Linked DNA regions of Mus musculus: all the other regions are linked to region 5. A link is a contact called in public Hi-C, HiChIP or PLAC-seq and promoter capture Hi-C data. All regions are on one chromosome and are shown on one strand. The core of a region is the stretch at or near the end of the contact, and the rest is flanking DNA. Distances in the headings are between cores, read along the strand shown.

What was found. Promoter capture Hi-C pulls out the DNA fragments that hold promoters and counts their contacts. A called contact is a pair of places that touch in the nucleus more often than the background predicts. HiChIP or PLAC-seq counts read pairs in DNA pulled down with a chosen protein or histone mark.
Region 1: a promoter capture Hi-C map of embryonic stem cells shows a contact between it and region 5, with 3 times the contacts expected there. The contact joins the enhancer-like site here to the promoter of Ccdc122 in region 5. A contact is called at or near these places in 6 of 39 promoter capture datasets (HPC-7-derived erythroid cells, the SN4741 cell line, cranial neural crest and 3 more), 3 of 484 Hi-C or Micro-C datasets (bone marrow-derived macrophages, pre-pro-B cells and reprogramming fibroblasts), 5 of 115 datasets of contacts at active chromatin or transcription factors (craniofacial prominence, embryonic basal ganglia, embryonic limb bud and 2 more) and 2 of 9 other capture datasets (liver and pancreatic islet).
Region 2: a Hi-C map of the N1E-115 cell line shows a contact between it and region 5, with 5 times the contacts expected there. The contact joins the enhancer-like site here to the promoter of Ccdc122 in region 5. A contact is called at or near these places in 11 of 39 promoter capture datasets (the 3T3-L1 cell line, 3T3-L1-derived adipocytes, the C10 cell line and 4 more), 1 of 15 datasets of contacts at CTCF or cohesin (pro-B cells), 16 of 484 Hi-C or Micro-C datasets (B cells, the HL-1 cell line, the N1E-115 cell line and 10 more), 13 of 115 datasets of contacts at active chromatin or transcription factors (the NIH/3T3 cell line, acute myeloid leukemia, astrocytes and 8 more) and 2 of 9 other capture datasets (adipose tissue and embryonic stem cells).
Region 3: a contact with region 5 is called in a promoter capture Hi-C map of hippocampal neurons, with 5 times the contacts expected there. The contact joins the enhancer-like site here to the promoter of Ccdc122 in region 5. A contact is called at or near these places in 5 of 39 promoter capture datasets (cranial neural crest, frontonasal cranial neural crest, hippocampal neurons and 2 more), 1 of 484 Hi-C or Micro-C datasets (peritoneal macrophages), 6 of 115 datasets of contacts at active chromatin or transcription factors (bone marrow-derived dendritic cells, bone marrow-derived macrophages, embryonic stem cells and 2 more) and 2 of 9 other capture datasets (adipose tissue and embryonic stem cells).
Region 4: an H3K27ac HiChIP or PLAC-seq map of acute myeloid leukemia shows a contact between it and region 5, with 6 times the contacts expected there. The contact joins the enhancer-like site here to the promoter of Ccdc122 in region 5. A contact is called at or near these places in 9 of 39 promoter capture datasets (the 3T3-L1 cell line, 3T3-L1-derived adipocytes, embryonic stem cells and 4 more), 1 of 15 datasets of contacts at CTCF or cohesin (the NIH/3T3 cell line), 6 of 484 Hi-C or Micro-C datasets (the 3T3-L1 cell line, 3T3-L1-derived adipocytes, the Ba/F3 cell line and 3 more), 10 of 115 datasets of contacts at active chromatin or transcription factors (the NIH/3T3 cell line, acute myeloid leukemia, bone marrow-derived dendritic cells and 5 more) and 3 of 9 other capture datasets (adipose tissue, embryonic stem cells and liver).
Region 6: a promoter capture Hi-C map of hippocampal neurons shows a contact between it and region 5, with 6 times the contacts expected there. The contact joins the enhancer-like site here to the promoter of Ccdc122 in region 5. A contact is called at or near these places in 2 of 39 promoter capture datasets (embryonic stem cells and hippocampal neurons), 2 of 115 datasets of contacts at active chromatin or transcription factors (embryonic forebrain and embryonic stem cells) and 2 of 9 other capture datasets (adipose tissue and embryonic stem cells).
Region 7: an H3K27ac HiChIP or PLAC-seq map of acute myeloid leukemia shows a contact between it and region 5, with 9 times the contacts expected there. The contact joins the enhancer-like site here to the promoter of Ccdc122 in region 5. A contact is called at or near these places in 5 of 39 promoter capture datasets (3T3-L1-derived adipocytes, the C10 cell line, hematopoietic stem and progenitor cells and 2 more), 2 of 484 Hi-C or Micro-C datasets (bone marrow-derived macrophages and microglia), 5 of 115 datasets of contacts at active chromatin or transcription factors (acute myeloid leukemia, bone marrow-derived macrophages, embryonic basal ganglia and 2 more) and 3 of 9 other capture datasets (adipose tissue, embryonic stem cells and liver).

The regions. Positions count from the first base shown.
Region 1 is chr14:76,137,357-76,140,056 of GRCm38.p6, forward strand. Nufip1 (nuclear fragile X mental retardation protein interacting protein 1) reads left to right here. Exons shown (of 10, transcript NM_013745.5): 10 at 1-23. Among named protein-coding and RNA genes, the nearest start is that of n-TEttc6, 14 kb to the right of the region's middle. Within about 2 kb of position 1,300, at least 4 of the 459 cell types and tissues checked have an H3K27ac peak or open chromatin away from gene starts, as enhancers often do. A contact at or near this core is called in embryonic stem cells, where this site is marked.
Region 2 is chr14:77,931,456-77,934,155 of GRCm38.p6, forward strand. Epsti1 (epithelial stromal interaction 1 (breast)) reads left to right here. Exons shown (of 12, transcript NM_029495.2): 5 at 693-776. Among named protein-coding and RNA genes, the nearest start is that of Epsti1, 29 kb to the left of the region's middle. Within about 2 kb of position 1,411, at least 61 of the 459 cell types and tissues checked have an H3K27ac peak or open chromatin away from gene starts, as enhancers often do. A contact at or near this core is called in the N1E-115 cell line, Th1 cells, acute myeloid leukemia and 1 more, where this site is marked.
Region 3 is chr14:77,791,885-77,794,584 of GRCm38.p6, forward strand. Gm1587 (predicted gene 1587) reads right to left here. Exons shown (of 3, transcript NR_157389.1): 3 at 2,061-2,700. Among named protein-coding and RNA genes, the nearest start is that of Gm1587, 5.7 kb to the right of the region's middle. Within about 2 kb of position 1,262, at least 26 of the 459 cell types and tissues checked have an H3K27ac peak or open chromatin away from gene starts, as enhancers often do. A contact at or near this core is called in adipose tissue, bone marrow-derived macrophages, hippocampal neurons and 2 more, where this site is marked.
Region 4 is chr14:77,848,763-77,851,462 of GRCm38.p6, forward strand. All of the region lies in intron 3 of Dnajc15 (DnaJ heat shock protein family (Hsp40) member C15), which reads right to left. Among named protein-coding and RNA genes, the nearest start is that of Dnajc15, 25 kb to the right of the region's middle. Within about 2 kb of position 1,334, at least 36 of the 459 cell types and tissues checked have an H3K27ac peak or open chromatin away from gene starts, as enhancers often do. A contact at or near this core is called in acute myeloid leukemia, adipose tissue and bone marrow-derived macrophages, where this site is marked.
Region 5 is chr14:77,035,349-77,038,048 of GRCm38.p6, forward strand. Ccdc122 (coiled-coil domain containing 122) reads left to right here and starts at 1,424. Exons shown (of 6, transcript NM_175369.4): 1 at 1,424-1,623. Lacc1 (laccase domain containing 1) reads right to left here and starts at 1,269. Exons shown (of 8, transcript NM_172488.2): 1 at 1,149-1,269; 2 at 464-642; 3 at 1-57. The coding sequence starts at 6.
Region 6 is chr14:78,003,213-78,005,912 of GRCm38.p6, forward strand. No RefSeq gene overlaps it. Among named protein-coding and RNA genes, the nearest start is that of Fam216b, 84 kb to the right of the region's middle. Within about 2 kb of position 1,254, at least 1 of the 459 cell types and tissues checked has an H3K27ac peak or open chromatin away from gene starts, as enhancers often do. A contact at or near this core is called in hippocampal neurons, where this site is marked.
Region 7 is chr14:76,096,020-76,098,719 of GRCm38.p6, forward strand. Gpalpp1 (GPALPP motifs containing 1) reads right to left here. Exons shown (of 8, transcript NM_026177.3): 6 at 2,435-2,599. Among named protein-coding and RNA genes, the nearest start is that of Gpalpp1, 13 kb to the right of the region's middle. Within about 2 kb of position 1,347, at least 23 of the 459 cell types and tissues checked have an H3K27ac peak or open chromatin away from gene starts, as enhancers often do. A contact at or near this core is called in acute myeloid leukemia and bone marrow-derived macrophages, where this site is marked.

The DNA.
Region 1 (2,700 bases), core at 50-2,549, 900 kb before region 5:
AAAATTTGACAGCTTGATCAATCAGACTTGCTGTCCGTCCTTGTGTTTCTCGCCTCTCATTCTCTCCACAGGTGGTTCATCAGACCCTGTTAGACTGTCCCACGGGCCAGGACACTTTATGATACTGGACTGAACTTCTGAACCTGTAAGCCAGCCCCAATTAAATGTTGTCCTTATAAGAGTTGCCTTGGTCATGGTGTCTGTTCACAGCTGTAAAACCTGAACTAAGACAATGATAAATAAAAACTCAAAAATAAACATCAAATTAATCAGGAAGATTCAGCTTCTGCTATGACACTTTATCATACTGACTTCCTCAGTCCTGCCTGCCCCCCAAACAGTCCCCTGTTTTCATGTCATATGTCCCTCCCTCCCAAACCCCCCCCCCAACTGACGAGTTATTGAGACCTTGTCTCCTGTGATGCCATGGGATCAGGTTTTCCACCATTATATTAGCATTCCACTTTAAAATTATTATTTTATTTCATGTACGTGGATTCTACCTGCATCTATGTCTATGCACCATGTGTGTGCCTAGTGTCTGGAGATCAGACAAGGCCCTCAGGTATCCTGAGATGAGTTTCAGAGAGATGGGAGCTGCCATGTGGGTACTGGGAGTTGACCCCATATCCTCTAGAAGAGCAGCCGGTGCTCTTAACCACTGAGCCACCTCTCTAGTCCCACTTCTACCTTTTGACAGGTAGAGAGGCTAGGATTCTGAAAAACCAGTCTGTTACTGTAGTTGAAAAATCAATTTTATCTGATATTAGATTATTGAAGTTTGTAGATCTTATTTGCAAGACAAAAGGGGAAACTGCTTTGTGTTAGCCCTGGCCTCTCCAGGACCCTAGAATGCCCGGCATCACTGATCACAGATAAAGATTCAGGATCGGGCTGGTGAGATGGCTCAGTGGGTAAGAGCACCCGACTGCTCTTCCGAAGGTCAAGAGTTTAAATCCCAGCAACCACATGGTGGCTCACAACCATCCGTAAAGAGATCTGACTCCCTCTTCTGGAGTGTCTGAAGACAGCTACAGTGTACTTACATATAAATAAATCTTAAAAAAAAAAAAAAAAAGATTCAGGATCAGTCAATTCCCAGACCAGTTGTACTGGTTCATCCCATTTTCCCAGTTAACTTTACCTTACTTGGGAAAGCTACTGTGCCCCGTCATTCTGTGCTCTTGTCATTCTGTTGTGTGCTTAGCTGTGGGGTACAAGTTGTTTGTGGTATAGGTGGAAAATTGAGTAGGTCTTCCTTGAGTTTTAGAAACTGCTTGCTTACCCTTTGTAAGTTCCCTGCTGTGATTCTCAATGCAGTTCATCTAGGAAGAAGGGCCTCAACAGCCTAGCTGATCTGTAACGTACAGTGAGTCAGCGGTTCACAATAGCACAAGAATTCCACGAGCTTAGAGTTTATAAGTGGATCACAGATGCCTGCATGAAATACTACATTTCAGTATTTCAGAGAATAATAACAATTAACAAGTATATCTGGATATGAATCATTTTACTTTCACCATTTATTTCTTTTTCTATCTTTTTCTTTGAAACAGGGTCTTACTGTGTAGCCATGGCTAGCCTATAACTCACAGAAATGGACCTGTCTCTGCCTCCCAAGTGCTGCAATAAAAGGTGTGTGTGTGCCACCTCAGCAGCTCATTTGCGTGGTGTTGTAATAGATGTATTTAAGACTAAAACCGCACTTCTGAGTTCTGACTTGGCTGCATCCGACAGGCTTTTGATCTAGAATCTGTTGTCTTTCCAGTGAGGATTACAGACTGGTTGTCGTGTGTGTGTGTGTGTGTGTGTGTGTGTGTGTGTGTGTGTGTGTGTGTGATCATAAGCACTTGGAGGATAGAGGAGGGTCGAGGCTGCAGCTAGCCTGCTAGCCAGTAATCCCAGATCCTCCTGTGTGTTCCAGTGCTGCACTGGTGTTAACAGGCCTGAGTGTGGCCACGCCCAGCTTGTTATATACTTCGTGGGAATTTGAACTTGGGTCTTAACGCTTGTATAGAAAGCATTAAGGATGGGTCAGAGGATCCATCTCCCTGCCCAGTTTATTTTATTTTATTTTATTTTATTTTATTTTATTTTATTTGGTTTTCTTCTAGACAGGGTCTCTGTATAGCTCTGGCTGTCTGGCTGTCCTGGAACTCACTCTGTAGACCAGACTGGCCTCGAACTCAGAAATCCGCCTGCCTTTGCCTCCCAAGTGCTGGGATTAAAGAAGGCGTGCACCACCACTGCCCAGCTTTTTTTTTTTTTTTTTAAGATACATATATTTTATTCATATGAGTACACTGTAGCTGTCAGACACATCAGAAGAGGACATCAGATCCCCATTACAGATGGTTGTGAGCCACCATGTGGTTGCTGGGAATTGAACTCAGGACCTCTAGAAGAGCTGTTAGTGCTCTTAACCACTGAGCCATCTCTCCAGCCCCTATCTTTATTTTTAACAATAACTTTGTTTGACATTTACAAATGAGTAGAATATATCATGTATATTTTTCTTGTGGAATAAATGTTAAATATTTGTAAATATTTGAGCTTTGCCAGTTTGGGGATACAAGGGTTTGGGTATTTTGCTCGCTAATTACTCAGACCTGTTATTTCTATGGTTTTGCTCATTGATTTCTGAGAGCACTGTATGACTTGGCAAATTGTACCTTTTATAATTGAAATACTCTTGTCACT
Region 2 (2,700 bases), core at 161-2,660, 900 kb after region 5:
AAAATTGCTAGACAGTGAGAAGTAGAGAGGAGAATATCTAGAATTCTTACCCTAGCCATGTGTGCTATGCATGACCTTTGATTAAAGGCAGTCAGACCTTCACATTAGTTACTATTAACTATAGTTTACTATTAGTTACTATTAGTTACATATTAACTATAGTTTAAGGTTACTATGTTTTCATTCCCAAAATAGTGATTGCAAGTAGTACAAAAATGATTTAAGATAACCAGTGTTTTTACAATAAGTCCTATGAGTTTTATAATAAAGAATAATTGTTTACCTCTTTTGTCCTGTGTGCATGGATAAACACACACACACACACACACACACACATACACACGTGCACACACACACACACACACACACACAGAGAGAGACAGAGAAAGAGAGAAAGTAAGCAAGATAGATAAAAGATAGATAGATAGATAGATAGATAGATAGATAGATAGATAGATACCCATGAAGGAACACTAAGATTTCTCAGACAGGAGGTGCAGCCTGGCCATTTTCTGAGATCTAAGTGGCTTAAAGTAACAACCTATAATCATGGTGAGGGATAACACAAACAATACTGTAATTTGCCTTTCATCATAATTTTGTGTTCCAGAAGTTCAGACTGAAAAATGGTAACTGTGTGTGTGTGGTTTTTTTTTTTTTTTCCTGTCCTCTGTAATCTCACTACAATTCAGCTCAAGAGGGATGAATCTATTCGAATCAGGAAGGAAGCTGAGGAAGCCAAGTTCCAAAAAATGAAAGCAATCCAGAGGGAGAAGGTAAGTGGGTGGTGGGGAGGTCGGCTGATGCTTACTGAGGGTCAGCTGTCAGGTTCCCCTCCAGACACAGTCCAGAGTACTACTCACTCAACCCTCGCTGTAATCTGAGAAGGTGGCTGGTATCCAATTGTGCAAATGAGGAAATGACACAGAGAGGAAAGATAAGGTGCCCCACGACCCCCACGTAATTAGAGTAGCTGGGTTTCATATTCCAACATCCTAGTCTCAGAACTAGGGGTGTGAGTCACCACACCCACGGCCTCACCTCAGAGCAGTGTGGATGCCCAAAAGACAAAGCAACAAGCAACAGCGTCAGATAGTGGGCCATGGTCATATTTGTATTCAAACAGATCTTTTTCCAGGGAGAGTGTATTGAAGGTAAACACAGCCTTCTTGCCACCGAGCGAAAGAGCATGTGTGCACCACCCTTTTAGCGGCAGTGATATCAGATTTTCTCAACCAAACAGCCATACTTAAGTTTTTAGTAGCATCCAGAACTTGGGGAAAATCTCTTACAAATGCTCATTTGCTAGAGAACGAGAAACAAGGTGGCAATTGTTTAAGCCCCTCCCCTTTGGCAAAGGCCTAACAGGAAGTGAGGCTTAGTGTTGGAGGTTTGAGATCAGGGAATTGACTCATGGTTCTGAAGGCCACGTGCAGCACCTGTTGCTGCTGCTTCTTAGAAACAGAACTCCTGGTTCTCCACCCCCTTCCTATCTTTGCCTTTCTCTCTCCCTCTTTTCCTCCCCCTATCTCTTACTTTCTTTCTCCCTTTTCTATCTTTGTTTTTCTTCCTCCTCTTTCCCCTTCTTTTCTCCTCTTGCTTATTTTTACAGATTAAGTATTGTTCAAAGTTTAAACCCCATTCTAAGCAATAGATCTATCTATCTATCTATCTATCTATCTATCTATCTATCTATCTATCTATAGACAGAGTCTCATTATGTAGCCCTGCCTAACCTAGAACACACAGAAATTAGCTGCCTCTGCCTCTCTGTGTTAGAATTAAAGGCATGAGCTATCACACCTAGCCATAATAGATGGGATTTTTTGCATTTCGAGTTAAGGAAGCCGGAAGCTGATGGCTTATGTGACACTGAAAGGGAATTCAGGTTTGCCCCTCCCTGAAGGAATTCTCTAGACTTTCTTGGAGAGTATCTGCCTTTGTTGTTTGACCTTGGGCAAGCTCCCAACTTTCTCAGAACTCTTCCTGTAAAATGATTCTGCAAGTCTCACCTCCCAACTCCAAGGGCAACTTGTTGCCATAGTGATGCAGGTGGCACCAAGCCCGGATTTGCTTACACAAACTGTAATAAGCGCGGAAAGTATATATATATAAAAAAAAACCCACAGGTAATTTATTACAAATTTTGATCCAGCAATCCACTACCAGTTGGTTATTACACAAAAGAGCTTTGCTGAAACCACCTTTTTTCCATCTCTTTCTCTTATACGTCTCTTTTCACCGTGGTTCTGTTCTTCATCTCTTTCTCTTCCTATCTCCCACCTGAAAAGCTGGAGCTTTGGTCTGTGATGGTAGCGGGAAGAAAGCACATCTTATGCAGTCTATCTGCATATCAAGTGGAACCATGGGAAACACTACCAGAAACTGGATTGAAGGCTGAGAGAACCTGGAGAATTTCAGTTGTTGTTATAGACTCTCATCTAAGTCTTGTCTGGTGTTACTTGGTCCCTACAACCTTGTTTGGTTGGCTTGTGGGTTGTTTACAGTCCATTTCTTCATGCCCAACAAAACACTTTCTTAATGGGTGGGTGAAACTCTATTCTTTAACACTCAGATGAACCTCTTTCAAGGTCACACCACAGCTATAGAGCCATGGCAATCTTTAGACACTGAAACATTAATTGGATTAATTAATTTAGCTTTCCTAAATTGATAATAATGATATAAATTTGAACGTGA
Region 3 (2,700 bases), core at 12-2,511, 760 kb after region 5:
AGGGTACTGTTTGGGGACCACTGGCAGGCTTGAAACTGTACAGCTTCCAAGAAGGAAGAGTGTTTGTGAGATCAACAAGGTGGCTTCAGGTAAGATATCCTCGCCACCAGTCATATCCTACCTCTGTAAGAATGTTCCAGCATGGAACCCAGCAAATTATTTACCTCAGACTTGTTACCGCACCACTCCACTCTATAACCTCATAAACTTCTACCTACCTGTGCCATCTTGGCCAGCCTGCTTTCACCGTAGACTGGAACAACAAGAATCAAAGAAATGTTCCTTGCTTCTGAGATGGACTTCTCCCCTCGCCCCCTTGCCCCTGGAGAAAGTACTAAACTTCCCCCTCATATCTAAGACCACCCCCTTCTCCTATCACCTCAGTTCTAGTTCGGAAGCTTCTTAAAGTGTTTTCTTGGGCTGGTGAGATGGCTCAACGGGTAAGGGCACTGACTGCTCTCCCGAAGGTCCTGAGTTCAAATCCCAGCAACCACATGATGGCACACAACCACCCATAATGAGATCTGACGCCCTCTTCTGGTGTGTCAGAAGATAGCCGCAGTGTACTTATATATAATAATAAGTGTTTTCCTTGTTTTTTCCCCACCCCCACCCCCACTCTCCTTTTCTCTGGCTAAGATAAAGCTTTGCCTACTTAGTGTAGGCTTTCATTGGTCCTGAGACTCTGAGAAGGGAAAAGGGACCCTTTCGGAGGTCGACAGTGATATTGGTAGTAGAAGGCTAGTTATTGAAGGGCCAGGGATAGCCTGAAGTAGCAGCATAGGCTGAGTCCTACGTGGATTTGGCCACCAGATTCTCATAAATGGCAACCTTATAGCCTTGAGTGTCATAAAGCAATTCCTGCAATGTCACCCTCCCTGCCACCTTGCAGCAAACTCCTCTAGGTGACCCAGCCTCTATTCTCCTGCAATTGTTTGTTCCTCCCTGTAGGAGTTTCTGCACAGAAGTTCCTTTTTCTGGTTGTAAGCTTGAATAGCCAGGCCTTAGCCAGGTGCTATGGAGGGATTCAACCCTGCTGACACCAGAAAAATGAGGCCTGGTATTTTCTTTTTTCTCTAGAATGGGAGAGAGGAAGCTCTCAATACCACCTGGGGGCCAAGAGAAGGAGCCTTAGCCCTACCTACACCCACTGAGCTGAAGCACCCAGTTTTAATAAACTGTTTCTCCTACTGGGAGACATGTGCTCATTAACATCTGAAGCGATCTTCTCTTTCAGTAGAAAGCAGAAAGGTACAGGCATCTGGTTGACATTCGTATGCTGATGTCATTGACATTAGCAGAGAAGCACAGGGCTAGACACCCCTTCCTACAACCCATCTGCTGTTTGTGAGCCTCGCGATTCAAAAATAGTTCCTAACCTTTTTGGTTAATTCTTCGGATGGTATTTTCTTTAAAATTTATCTGATGAGTTAGACATAATTTTAAAAATTAGTTTCTAAAAGGTTCTGCGTTCATCCTCTCTCATCTGTTTTCAGTAGAGCATATGGCTGAAACAGATCGAGTCCCTGGCAGAGAGAACCCGTATGATCTCGGCTGGCTTTTGAAAGCTGCTCTCCAGCAAGGCACTCTGACGCCACAGGGTCAGTGTCCTCCCAGGCACAGGCCCTTGTGTGAAGCAGGTGGCCCGAAAGCACTAGAAGCTGAAAATCACAGCGACAAGGTGTCATTTCCGGAGACCAGGCTGGCCTCGAACTCACAGAGATCTGCCTGCCTCTGCCTCCCAAGTGCTGGGACTAAAGGTGTGTGCTACAGTGCTTTTACCTCAATTTACCATGAAAGTTGGAAATCCTAACGAGAAGTCTCTTCAGCATTTCCAGAGATTATCCTTTGTAGACTGTACCTGGTTTAAAATGTGAAACGAGACTTTGGAAAGAAGGTGATGGAACATTCTCCAAAACTCAAAACATAAACGAGATATAAATCCGATTTTTTTAATTTTTGGAGTTTTTTGTTTTTGTTGTTCAGTTACTGTTCAAAAAGCTTTCAAGACAAGAATTCAACACACTATTTCTTTAGCGTGTATTTCAACACTTTATTTCCAGGACCTCTTCCCTAGCAAGGGACAGTACCCCATCAACTTCCTAGCCACCGAGCTTCAAAACCTTATGAAGAAAGTGAAGCAAAACCCACCCCCAAACCTCACATGAGGCACGACCATCCCAGAACACGGAAGTAATCCGTCTGCTTGTTCACAAAATGGCTTCCTGCAAAATGCATGCTCAGACATAAGCATGCAAGACCATTTTTTTTTTCCTGATCTGAATTGCAAGTCCAGCCCAAGAAACTTACACATTTGCATGAAATACTCTTAACAAGTGCTTCCCAGGTGAGAAGTTTTAAATGAATGTTTTTGTTTTGTTTTGGCCAGAGGAGACAGAAAAATGGCTGCAGCTGGTCAAGGGTTATATTTCTTACAGCCAGGAGATTCCAATCTGTTTCTTTACCTCCATGGGATCAATAAACAGCCAGGCTGATATACATCAAACTGCTTTGGTCTTGCCAGTATATACTCTCATGCACATGAACACACACACATACACACACACACTCAGGATTTCTTGGCTCCCCTCAAGGTAGAGCCATTCCAAATCCTGACATCACTGAAATATGTACAGGAACGGAAGCAATAAAGAGAGGAACACAAGAGAGAGAGAGGGAAACTCTGCCTGCTCTGGATGT
Region 4 (2,700 bases), core at 84-2,583, 810 kb after region 5:
TTGTGTCTCTTTATTGCGAAAGAAACCCTAAGATAATCATAAAGACCCTTTGTCTCCCAGAGTGCCTTAGAAATGAGAAAGAAAATATTTTTACTAAGAAAAAAAATTGACTTTGAAAATAAGAAATAAGTAGTAAGCTACAAAGTTTAAACAGAGGGTGATGTGTAAAACATGAAAGACGGCATTTACAGGTGGAACCCATCACAGTAGCCCTAACTCTCAGGAAAGCAGCGCCAAGCACACCAGGGGAGAATGAGCTCCTCCTGGAAACCAAGGAAACCACTCGCTTCAGAGGCCGCTTATTTTGTAAGTATTGAGGTAAAGGGCAAAAAGAGACCATCACTTATATGTTACTAAGTTCCAGCCTAAAAGCCCAGAGCCTGTGACTGCCCCTTTTGACCAAGAAAACAAACAGATACACTGCCATGAAGAAATAAGAACAATGGCTGCCACCTTGTCTGGCCTCAGTGGGAGAGGATGAACCTAATCCCACAGTGACTCGGTACCACTGTGGGGTGGTACCCAGGGATGGCCTCCCGATTTTTAGAGAAGGGGAAAGGGAAAGGGGCTCGGGGGAAGCTATCATCAGGATGTAAAGTGAATAAATAAATTAATGAAAACAACAACAAGGAACAATGACTTCCCTCTTGTAGGGCTGAGGGGATGGCTGGTAGTTACAAACCCGAGGGAGGCTCTTGCAGAAGACTCACAGCAGGCAGTGCACATCTGCCCCTCTATCCAGCCTTGGGGATCTATCTAACTAGATCATGCACTGCTTAGGTTAATTGCACTCATATGTGGACCAATCCACATACATACACATAATTAAAAATAAAATAGATTTTAAAGCATTTTCCTTACATAAAATTCAGATGAATTGAAGATGGCCATTGCTAACCACCAGCCTGGATATGAAATGTAGAAGAAAAAGTCAAGAACAAAAACAACTTATTAAGTATTCTCATGAAATGGTAAGATGCTAATAATTAAAACAAATAAAGTAAAATCACCAGACAGTGAAACAAAACTACACAACAGGTTGTCCAGGTGTAAAGATCAGGTGACCAGCAGAAACTCTGGCTCTGAATATGCAGGGACCAGGGGGCAGGCAGTGAGGTTGGGACCTGGGGACTCTACTTCTGCTACACTGGTAGCTCTAGATCTCAAGCAGCAACGCATCACAGTTAATCGTGAGGGCCCACACAAACCTTGCCAGTGGAAAAACAATGAACACACCCACCACCCTTGCTCCCAGATGACACTCACTCCAGTCAGCCTTCCAACACAGGAAGCTGTAAACACGTGAATAAGAGAAGTGGAACTTAAGAACAGGACAGTAACTCTCAAGTGACGTAGTGTACAGAACGATAAGCAGGAAAGCCACTAGGCCTGGGACCATCCACCCTGTGCACGTGAGAGTGACATACAATTACCCTCCGTTCCTCTTAGTAACCCACTTGGTTCCAAAGTTAACACTTATCAAATCCTGTAATGCTGCACTTATGGAATGTGGCATCTGGACTCCTTAGTGGGAAGAGAAGCTATGTGGACTTCATGTTTCAGTTTTTCTCGAGGGGTTAATATGTAATGAATTATTCTTAAAGAAGATGATGGTAAGCTATTCCAAACAGTTTCCCTACAAACTGTAACCACGTTCTGTTTAGAAAGAGAAAGCTGGATTTATTAAAGCATCTTTCTGAGGGAAAGGGCAGCAGCAGCAAATACGCTCATGCCTCTCTCGGTAGGGAAAGCCTCCAGCATGGGCACGTCAGCTGGCCTGGCCTGCTGCAGGCCTCTCTTGAGCACTGCAATGGTCAAGACATTCTCAAGGCCTTTTCCTTCTTCTGCTGCAGTAAATAATACATTCTCCATAAAGCTTACAGGGTTTCTATTTGTGGTGCACACATATTTACAGAAGATCACCAGAACAGAAGCAAGATCGTTTCTAATTCTTTTCCAGTTATAAGTGACACACATGGAACGACAAAGCCAACAAATACTCACTTGAATCCTGTTACAGTTTCCATTTCTGTCACTGTGTCACACCCTGATTACCTAACACTATTCCCTCTCGACTACCTTCACAGTGAGCTCTGGCTCACTCGGTCTACACTCTGAAGATTTGGCAGGACAAATGACAAGCTAATAGAAAGCATGTCAAATCGTCCTTTCCCCTGTTCAAAATCTTACATACTCAGAAACAAAAAAGAGGTGCAGCCATGGTCCTAAGCAGTACAAGATCTGGGCCCCAGCTTAGTTACTGTCTTCCATCACCACTGGAATTACACTTGCTGTAAGCACATCCCCCCTTGAGACCTCTAGTGTCCTACTGCCCAGAACACACTGTTCCTTCAGACGCTCAGAGGGTCCATGTCCTCGTCTCCTAAATGGCTCTGTCTGGGAGAGTACAAGGGATAATACAAATCCCCCTTCTCCTCGACTATTCTTCTTACCCTGGTTTCTTAAGGATACTTGATAATTTTGGAAAACTTCATGTTTTAAATTGCTTATCTCCACTAAAATGTTAAAAGGTAAGCTCATAGAGAGAAGTATCTTTGGTCTATGAGTACATTCCACTGCCTACAGTGTCTGCCATGTAGCAGACACACAGTGAATGATAACCAATACTAATGCTAAAATATCTATTTACCAATACTAGTCATATCAGATATAAATGGGAAAGAGAAAACAAAGCTATAA
Region 5 (2,700 bases), core at 174-2,673:
TGCCATTCTTCAATCAGGCAGTCTTTTTTGCCCCAAAGACTTTTTATGCCATAGCAGCTGTAAAGAAAAGTGATCACAAATAACAATAAATTCGATCTTCTTATAGATACAACCGAAATTTGTGGTGAACAAAAATAAATAAATAAATATAAAAATAAAAATAGGAAGTAAATTGCATCAATACAAAAAGTAACCAAAATAAATGTAGTGTGCAGAGCAGAAAAGCCAGTGCACCATTCATCCTGACAATTAAGGGCAGAGCCATCTTTTATTTTGTGAACAGCTGGGTACATTTTTATAGAATAGAAATTATGCTTTGTTTTCCTTATAGCAGATTTTAAGTACAAAATTACTTGTTGTCTGAGATCAAGTCTTTTTAATTATAGGATGTAAATCTGTTATGTCATTATCCCCATCATGTCTATAAGATTAGATCACATCTCATGAAATACTGAGGTCTCACCTTTAGGATATTAAGTTGAGCAGTATCAGCAGCCAATCTTCTTTGGGGTTGCGGTTGGGACAGGGATTCGAGGCAGAGCTTCTCTGTCTAACAGCCCCAGCAGTCCTGGAACTAGCTATGTAGACCAGGCTGGCTTCGACCTCAGACACCTGCTTGCCTCTGCCTCTGCCTCCCAAGTGCTGGGATTAAAGGTGTATGTCACCAGAAAGAAAGAAAGAGAGAGAGAGAGAGAGAGAGAGAGAGAGAGAGAGAGAGAGAGAGAAGAGTAAAGGTGTCTGTCACCATAAGCAAGCAAACAAACAAACACACTCATTTTTTAAAGGTAAAAGCTAGCCCACAGGCTGGGCTTTCCCCCCAGGTTTACACAGTCCTCCGCACTTGGGATAATCCCAAAAGCCACTGCAACTTGGATCAGGGTCGATTTCTGACCACTTGCAGATTCTCTGAACTCCCTGTCCAGGCTGGAGCTCCCCTCTGCCGACCCTGTGACCCCCAATTCTGACACCTACCATTGCTGAGCCTTCACCCCGACGCCCACCCCAACCTCCGCCCGCCCCGTAGGGCACTGGCGCCTTCATTCATTCTTTCCGCCAGCCGTGCAGGCGACCTCGGAGGAGCCTGGACTGCACGGTGTGCGTCCGTCCGTCCCGTCGCCGCGCCGACCTCCCCTCCGCCCGGGACTCACCGCAGGGCTGCTTCCCGCGCTCTCCTCGGCGGCCGCGAGCTGGGGCGTGAGCTGCAGGCTCGGCGCTCGAACCCCAGTGGCTCCCAAAGTCACCGGCCGGCCGGTCCGCCCGCCTCACCGCGTCCCCGGGCCTCCCGGCGGCCTCGGGCTCCCGCGGGCGTGCGCCCGGGTTTGGGTGTTCCCGCCACGGCCGCGAGGTGGCGCCCTGGAGACGCAAGGCCGAGCCCCTTGCGGGGGATTCCCGCGCCGCTCAGCAGTTCCGGGTCAGCGCCCGCAGTCACCGTGGAGGCCGCCTGAGGCCCGGGCGCTGAGGCGCGGGGGCCCGGAGAGCCGCGGGCGAGCGCGTCCCGTGAGGCGCCCGGAAGGGAAGGGAAGAAGCGTCCCCTCTCCCCGCGGGCCGTGGCGACTCCAGAAGGATCTGCTGACCCAGCAGTGTGGCCAGCTTGTCACTTAGCGCCCTCCAATCCGGGCTCAAGTAAGGGGACTCTGGTGACTTTTGTGGGGGAGTGGCTTTTTTTTTTCTTTTTTCTTTTCACTTTTTGTTTAGTTTTTAAGTTTCTAGTTAGTTTTCATTTTTTCCCCCTTTCGGCTGATTCTGTACTTTCATTTGGGACCAACATCCTTGACTGTTCACTTGTGTTGGCAACGTCGATTTCTCTTACCCCCCCCCCCAAGTGTGTCCCCTCACAGGACGGAATGCATTCATTCTTACAGTAGCAATAAGATAAAAATTAAGGCTCCTTTGTCCCCCAAGGGTTTAATGTTATTTATTTAAAAACAACAATTTGAAAATCAAGTACTGTTGTAAATGGAAAAATACCCACTCTTCAAAATATATGAGAAGGTAAGAGAAAGCGCATTTTCTGAGGACTGGCAATGGAGGAAGGAGAGGGCCTTCATTTTCCTTGGTCTTCCTCCAAGTGCTCAAGTGTTTCCTGAATGAGAAGACTCTAGGGGATCCGGGAGTCTAGAAGTCTTGTTAAGTGTGCACCCATCTCAACTTGACTAGCGGCCAAGGTAACCAGCCCACATAGAACCTACTCCAGGCCGTGTGATCACTTTCAGAGGGCACACATTGAATGCTCGCTGGACACTTCCAGGAACCCTGAGGGATAGATAACACAGATCTGATCAGACATGCATGCCTTGGCATAAACTTGCTGTCTGTTAAGGAAAATGGATTTTTTTTTTTAAAAGCAAGTTTAGAAGCTTTTTTTCTTGTTTTCATGTCCAAGGATGAGAGCTCAGGATTCATTCATGCAACAGCACTGGCAGTAACAAAACTTTCAAAATAGCTAAGTTGTTAGGGAAGTTGTGATAATGTATTTACATACCATTTCCTTCAGCATCTGGTCTGTCTGGGCTGCATTTCTTAACACTCTCTCCCCTTTCCCAGGCTACTACAGAGCCTCTCAATCCTGGTTGCACATGGGAACAAGTAGAACTTAATAGTAGAGTAGGTACCCCACACCCCGGCTGCAGATTGACTCAGAGTCTATGGGAGTCAGGCCTGGGCTTGTTTTGTTCTGCTTTTTTATTTTTATCTCGCAGA
Region 6 (2,700 bases), core at 4-2,503, 970 kb after region 5:
GCCATCAGCGTGGTTCAGCCTCTCTCCATGGCATAAGCACCATTCCATTCCCCCATCCTTCCTATCCCTCCATCACAAATTCATTCATCCCAGTGGCATTGGATAGTGCAGCAGGGGATGTAGCTTTTGTTTTTCCCTATACAGCTCTACATCTCTACATGCACATATGCATTGCCATGAGTCATTGGTCTGGCTCAAGGCTTCTGGTGTCTGAAGCACCATAAATACCAGACCATTGCTGAGACTTTTTTGTTCTCAGCCATGTTTCAGTTTTTCATCTGTAGTTATGATGATGATATGCTCCTGGCTCTGACTCTGCAACACTGGCTCCTCTTTGTGGTCCAGCTGCTTGTAGATGGAGTATGTATTGGGATGACCGCCTGGAGGTGCTGAGACTGAGTGAGCCTAAATGGTGGCCGAGTTGGTCAGGCTGCCCCAACCAGTGGGATCTTCCAGGCAGAATGGTATATTATTTTTATTTTTAATGAAAAGCTCTCAAAGAGTCTGATTGTAGAGCTCATTTTTACAGCCTATAGATCAAATATAATGAGCAGTCACAACTAGGTCATCCTTTGGTCTTTACACATTTATTAGTTTTGCTCCTTGATCTTCAAAGTGGAAAAAGTTGTTTATTGGGAAGCCAGTGCTTTTTATAAGAATTAACTAGACACAATTGTAGTCCCCTATCTGACTTGTACCTATGAGGGAAACATATCTTTTTTGTGTTCTGTGTAACTTATTTTAATAGGCTTTCCTGTTCAGTCTCTGTGACCTTGAACAAGTTCATCCCTAGAGTAAAAGAATATCGATCTCTATACACTGTAGCTCAGTTCCACAACCACCTCTCCATCCTCCATGGTACATTGCATCTAGTCTTTCATAGAACAAAGCTTGGAGGAGTGATTCTATCTGTTTGTCTATAAGCAGACAAACATAATAGGCAGGTGATAGATTATAGATAGATAGATAGACAGACAGACAGACAGATAGATGTTAGGCAGATAAATAGGTGATAGAGTTTCTGGGTTGCTAAGCAACCAATAACACTTCATAGCATCAATAGATCATCTGTTTTGCCAAATGCTCTATTAAGATTAATTTTTAAAGTCTCTATATTCAGGAAACATTGGGATTTGAAACCTTGGGCCATGACACATAACTAGGGCAATGGTGGCATGCAGAAAGCTCCATATTGGCTGGGGTGAAGGTGACAAAGAACAGATGGTGATCTGGCAGTTTCTCTAGAATCAAAAAGACAAATGCAGATACTCCGCCCCAACCCTGTTCTCTGCTAACAGAAGCTGTGAGTGCGTGGATATGGATAGGAAATGTTTGGTCCATTTGAAACCCTTGTTGTTGCCTTATATGAAGAAAACTGAATCCTTCAGCCCGTCTTGGAAATACTGCTAAACCAATTGATAATGTGCTGTGGCAGCAGACATTTTACTGCTGTGACAAGCAGCCACTTCAGCTACACCTGCCAGACTGGCTCCCTGGCAGACGTGTTTTGGTGTGTGTGTTCAGGAATGGTATTCCCCACTGTGGTGGTAGTTACTGTGGACCCAGGGGTAGGGGAAACGATGCTTTCTTATTTTGAAAGTTCTTGGGGAAGTTGGCCTGAATTTCCTTCTTATTTTCCATACTCCCCAACAGATTTTGTTCACCTGTCTGGTTCTACTTTTTGTTTTGTTTTGTTTTGTTTTGTTTTGTTTTGTTTTGTTTTTTTAAGTGCAAGTATGGAAAATTACAACCTCACAGCTGAAATTCTGAATATGTATGGTTGCAAGCATCTTTCTTAAAGAACTTTTTGAGATATGTAGATGGCAAATACCAGGGAAGGAACACAAACCACTGCCTGAGATAGTCTACCATCATGCCATATGTCTTTAACCAGCCTTGTTGAGCCAATTGGAATACATTTTGATATGAAGGTAACTCTGCATAGGAAATCTTCAAGTCCTGTATGTCTCTGCTTTGAGGGTAACTTTTTTTTTTAACTGGGAAAGAAGCAAATTATTGTAAAATAATTTCATGTGTTATAGAAATAAATATTGGCAAGTACAGATGAGCAATTAACAAATGGATAGTACTTTGGGTCTTGTTGCTAGATGGTTGTAATTACACTTCGTTATTTATCCTTCTGCATCCTTTCATTTATCCAGGCATGGATGTATATCAAAGGCTACTGGTTGATTGGCTGGGACTAAGCACCTAGAGTTTGAACTAGTGATACAAGGGATGCGAATTAAGGTGACTTAATCCATTCAAGCTGCTTTAAGGAGCTTGTTTAGCCTGACTTGCCTATGAACAGCATATGTATTCCTTATATTACCGGAGGCTAAAAGTCTAAGACTACAGAATTCACAGACTCTGCATCTGGGGAGACAACACTTGCTGGCTGATGGCCTTACTGTCATGTTTTCATGTAGAAGAAGAGGCAACAGGTCTATCATGAGCCTTTTCAGTAGGACAAGGATCCCATTCATATGGAGTCTACCCTGGGACCTGATCATCTCCTGGAGCCTCGATTTCTTGATGCTTCTACTGTATGAATGGGGATTTGGACATATATGTTTCTTGGAGCAGTATGCTAATTCCTTGCCTCAGTACTGGGATAAATGCCTGGCAAAAGAAGTTCAGTGAAGAGAGGGAGGTAAGGATGGAGGGAGGGAGGGAAGGAGGGAAGGACAGAGGGAGGGA
Region 7 (2,700 bases), core at 97-2,596, 940 kb before region 5:
AGTGCTGAGTGAGAGACTAGCCCGAGCCAGAGTAAAACCTCGCCCGGACAAAACCAAACCAGGCACTCAGAACCACTAGCCTCGGATTACTTAGAGTTGACATCACGTGTTGTTTTTCCTTCTCCTGTGCATACTGCATTACCTCACCTGTTACCATACTCAAATTTCTTCTCATCTTTGAGACCAAGAGTAGTGATGATGTTGGACAGTGTACAGCAGTTTGCTAGAGTGTGGAGAACGCATCACAACACCCACACCTGACCACCTTTACAAATAAATATCTTTTCCATTTTAATTCAGGGCAGGGGGACCCATGCCATGGCGGGCAGGCACGTGGACATCAGGGGACAACCTATGAGTCATTTCTGTCTCTCCACCCCGTGGGTCCTGGCGATTGAGCTTAGGCCATCCCACTTGGGAGGAAAGCACCTGTACCCACTGGCAATGCCACTGCCCGAGCCCTTAGCACTTCTAACTCATAAGCAGCTCTTCACAGAATAAAGTTTCACAGACGGCTTTCACCTTATTTTTTTCTTTCTATCACTTGCAACCAAACACTAGACTTCAACTCCCAGCTACATGTGGTAAACAGAAATCCTTAGATGCGGGGGATGATAAACAAGATAAAATAAGTCAAATATAGACCTGTTAGATCAGAACTGACAGAGCGATCATTACAGGTAATAGACATTTAAGACTTACGTGGAACACTTGATAGAAATGAAAACATTTAGAGGGAGTAAGTTTAATGAGCACCGCTGGGGACCTTGGTTCAGATCCTGACACTCAATAGAGTACTTCTTAATAACAAAAGTTTAATACCTAAGATACTTTATGTATGCAGGCTTTTATGTTTGTGTCCTTTGTTCGACACAGCAGTGGAGGTGCTTTTTGGCTACACTGGAGTTACTGAGCTTACGCAGCTGATGCAGTCGCTCTGAGCGATCCCCAGGTATCATTTCATTCACTGGGTTCATTTACTTTTAAAGACATTTAAGTTATCATTCCATGTATAGTATAACAGGACACAAAGGCCAGGGAATTTGAAGTTAGAAACTTGAAGATGAATGTTTTTCAGCGGTTACTTACTAGCTCCGTGACAAGCCATGAAGGGTGGCTTCCTGTCTATAAAACAAGGGCACTGAACCCAGACCTGGAGCCTTCCTTAGGTTTTAAAAATGGTAGCAGACTGGAGAATGGGAACAAGGAGTGGGACTTTCCTTCTATTCTGCAGAGGGTGATTCATGTCTTTGCTTCAGAACATAATCTCAGAAGGAAGTAATGCAGGGGCTGGCACGATATGGGCAGGAAGGGAATGGGCCCAGGGTGAAAACGTCAAGAGGGTGGGTGGTGTGACAACGAGGAACACTAAAGATTCAATGAAATACCAGGGTGACGATAATGAGGAAGGGCACAGGATGAAGAAAAGAGAAGTTGCAGCAAACACGAGGGAGCCAATCGGGTGATTGCGGGGCTCTGTCCAAAGTCTGCTGTTCCCCATCAAAACTGCTGAGGACTGTCACTCTTTTATCCTTTAGGTATCCATAATTGTACAGACTGGAAGTAAGGATAGCTTCTAACAAGAAACTTCCCCCTAACTGGGCAGTGCTGGCACATGCTTTTAATCTCAGCACTTGGGAGGCAGAGGCAAGAGGATCTCTGAGTTCAAGGCCAGCCTGGTCTACAGAGTGAGTTCCAGGACATTCAGGGCTACACAGAAAAACCCTGTCTCAAAAAAACAAACAAACAAACAAACAAAAAAAAAGAAAAAAGAAACTTCCCCCTAGACCACAGACAAGTGCTTAGATGTAAAGAAACCAGTACTTTGTGCAGCACTTCGAGGTGGCTATGAGAACAGAGTGCATTTGGAATAATTAATTAACAGCACTGAAACACAGTGAGAAACAATGGTGGTGGCTGACAGCTAGCAGACAGTCAAGGGCAATGGCTAACAGAGCTTAAGCCAGAGAGGAACACGGGAGGCTTTGACCATCCCTAGCTGGGCTGCCAGCACGTAACAGTGCATCTCTCCTACTGGACCATGGAGCATGCGGGCTATCCATTAACTTTATGATAGCCCAGAGAACTAATCAACTTTGTAGTAATTACTGGATTCTTGTCTCGTCTTAGCTTCCAAAGTGTAATAACCTGAGACAAGGGAGTTCTTGGAAACCCCTACCCCTCTCAAGAGTTCCAATTTCTCTTAATTTCTCACTTTTCCTCAATTTCTCACAGCTCTGTAACTCTCCTGAATAAAACTTGCTTCCACTTTGCATAATGCCACTGGTACCCGTGAACTCAGAGCCACCATCCCAAGTCCTTGGGTCATGTACAACTGTCCTGCTGCCCTCAAAACCCTGCACCAGTAGTACCCCTAAGTAAACTAGACAGAACACACGAACAAAAATCAAGAAAAACAAAACCACCCTGTTACCTTAGCTTTCCTCTCCCGGTCAGCTGGGGTGTCTGTCCAGACGGATCGGTCTCCGGATTTGTCATCTGCTCTTCTCTTAAAGGTTCTTGGCCCCAGACCAAATTCTTTCATTTCTGGTGGAAGCTCAGTCATCCAGGACTCTCTTGTAATTGGTTTAGATGAATCCTGCATGAGAAAGTGAGAAACAAGGTAGTAGGTGTGCATGGTGGTTTGGGCCTTGGGGTCCAGCTCTGGGGAGACAGGCTAGCAGATTTCTATGTGTTCAA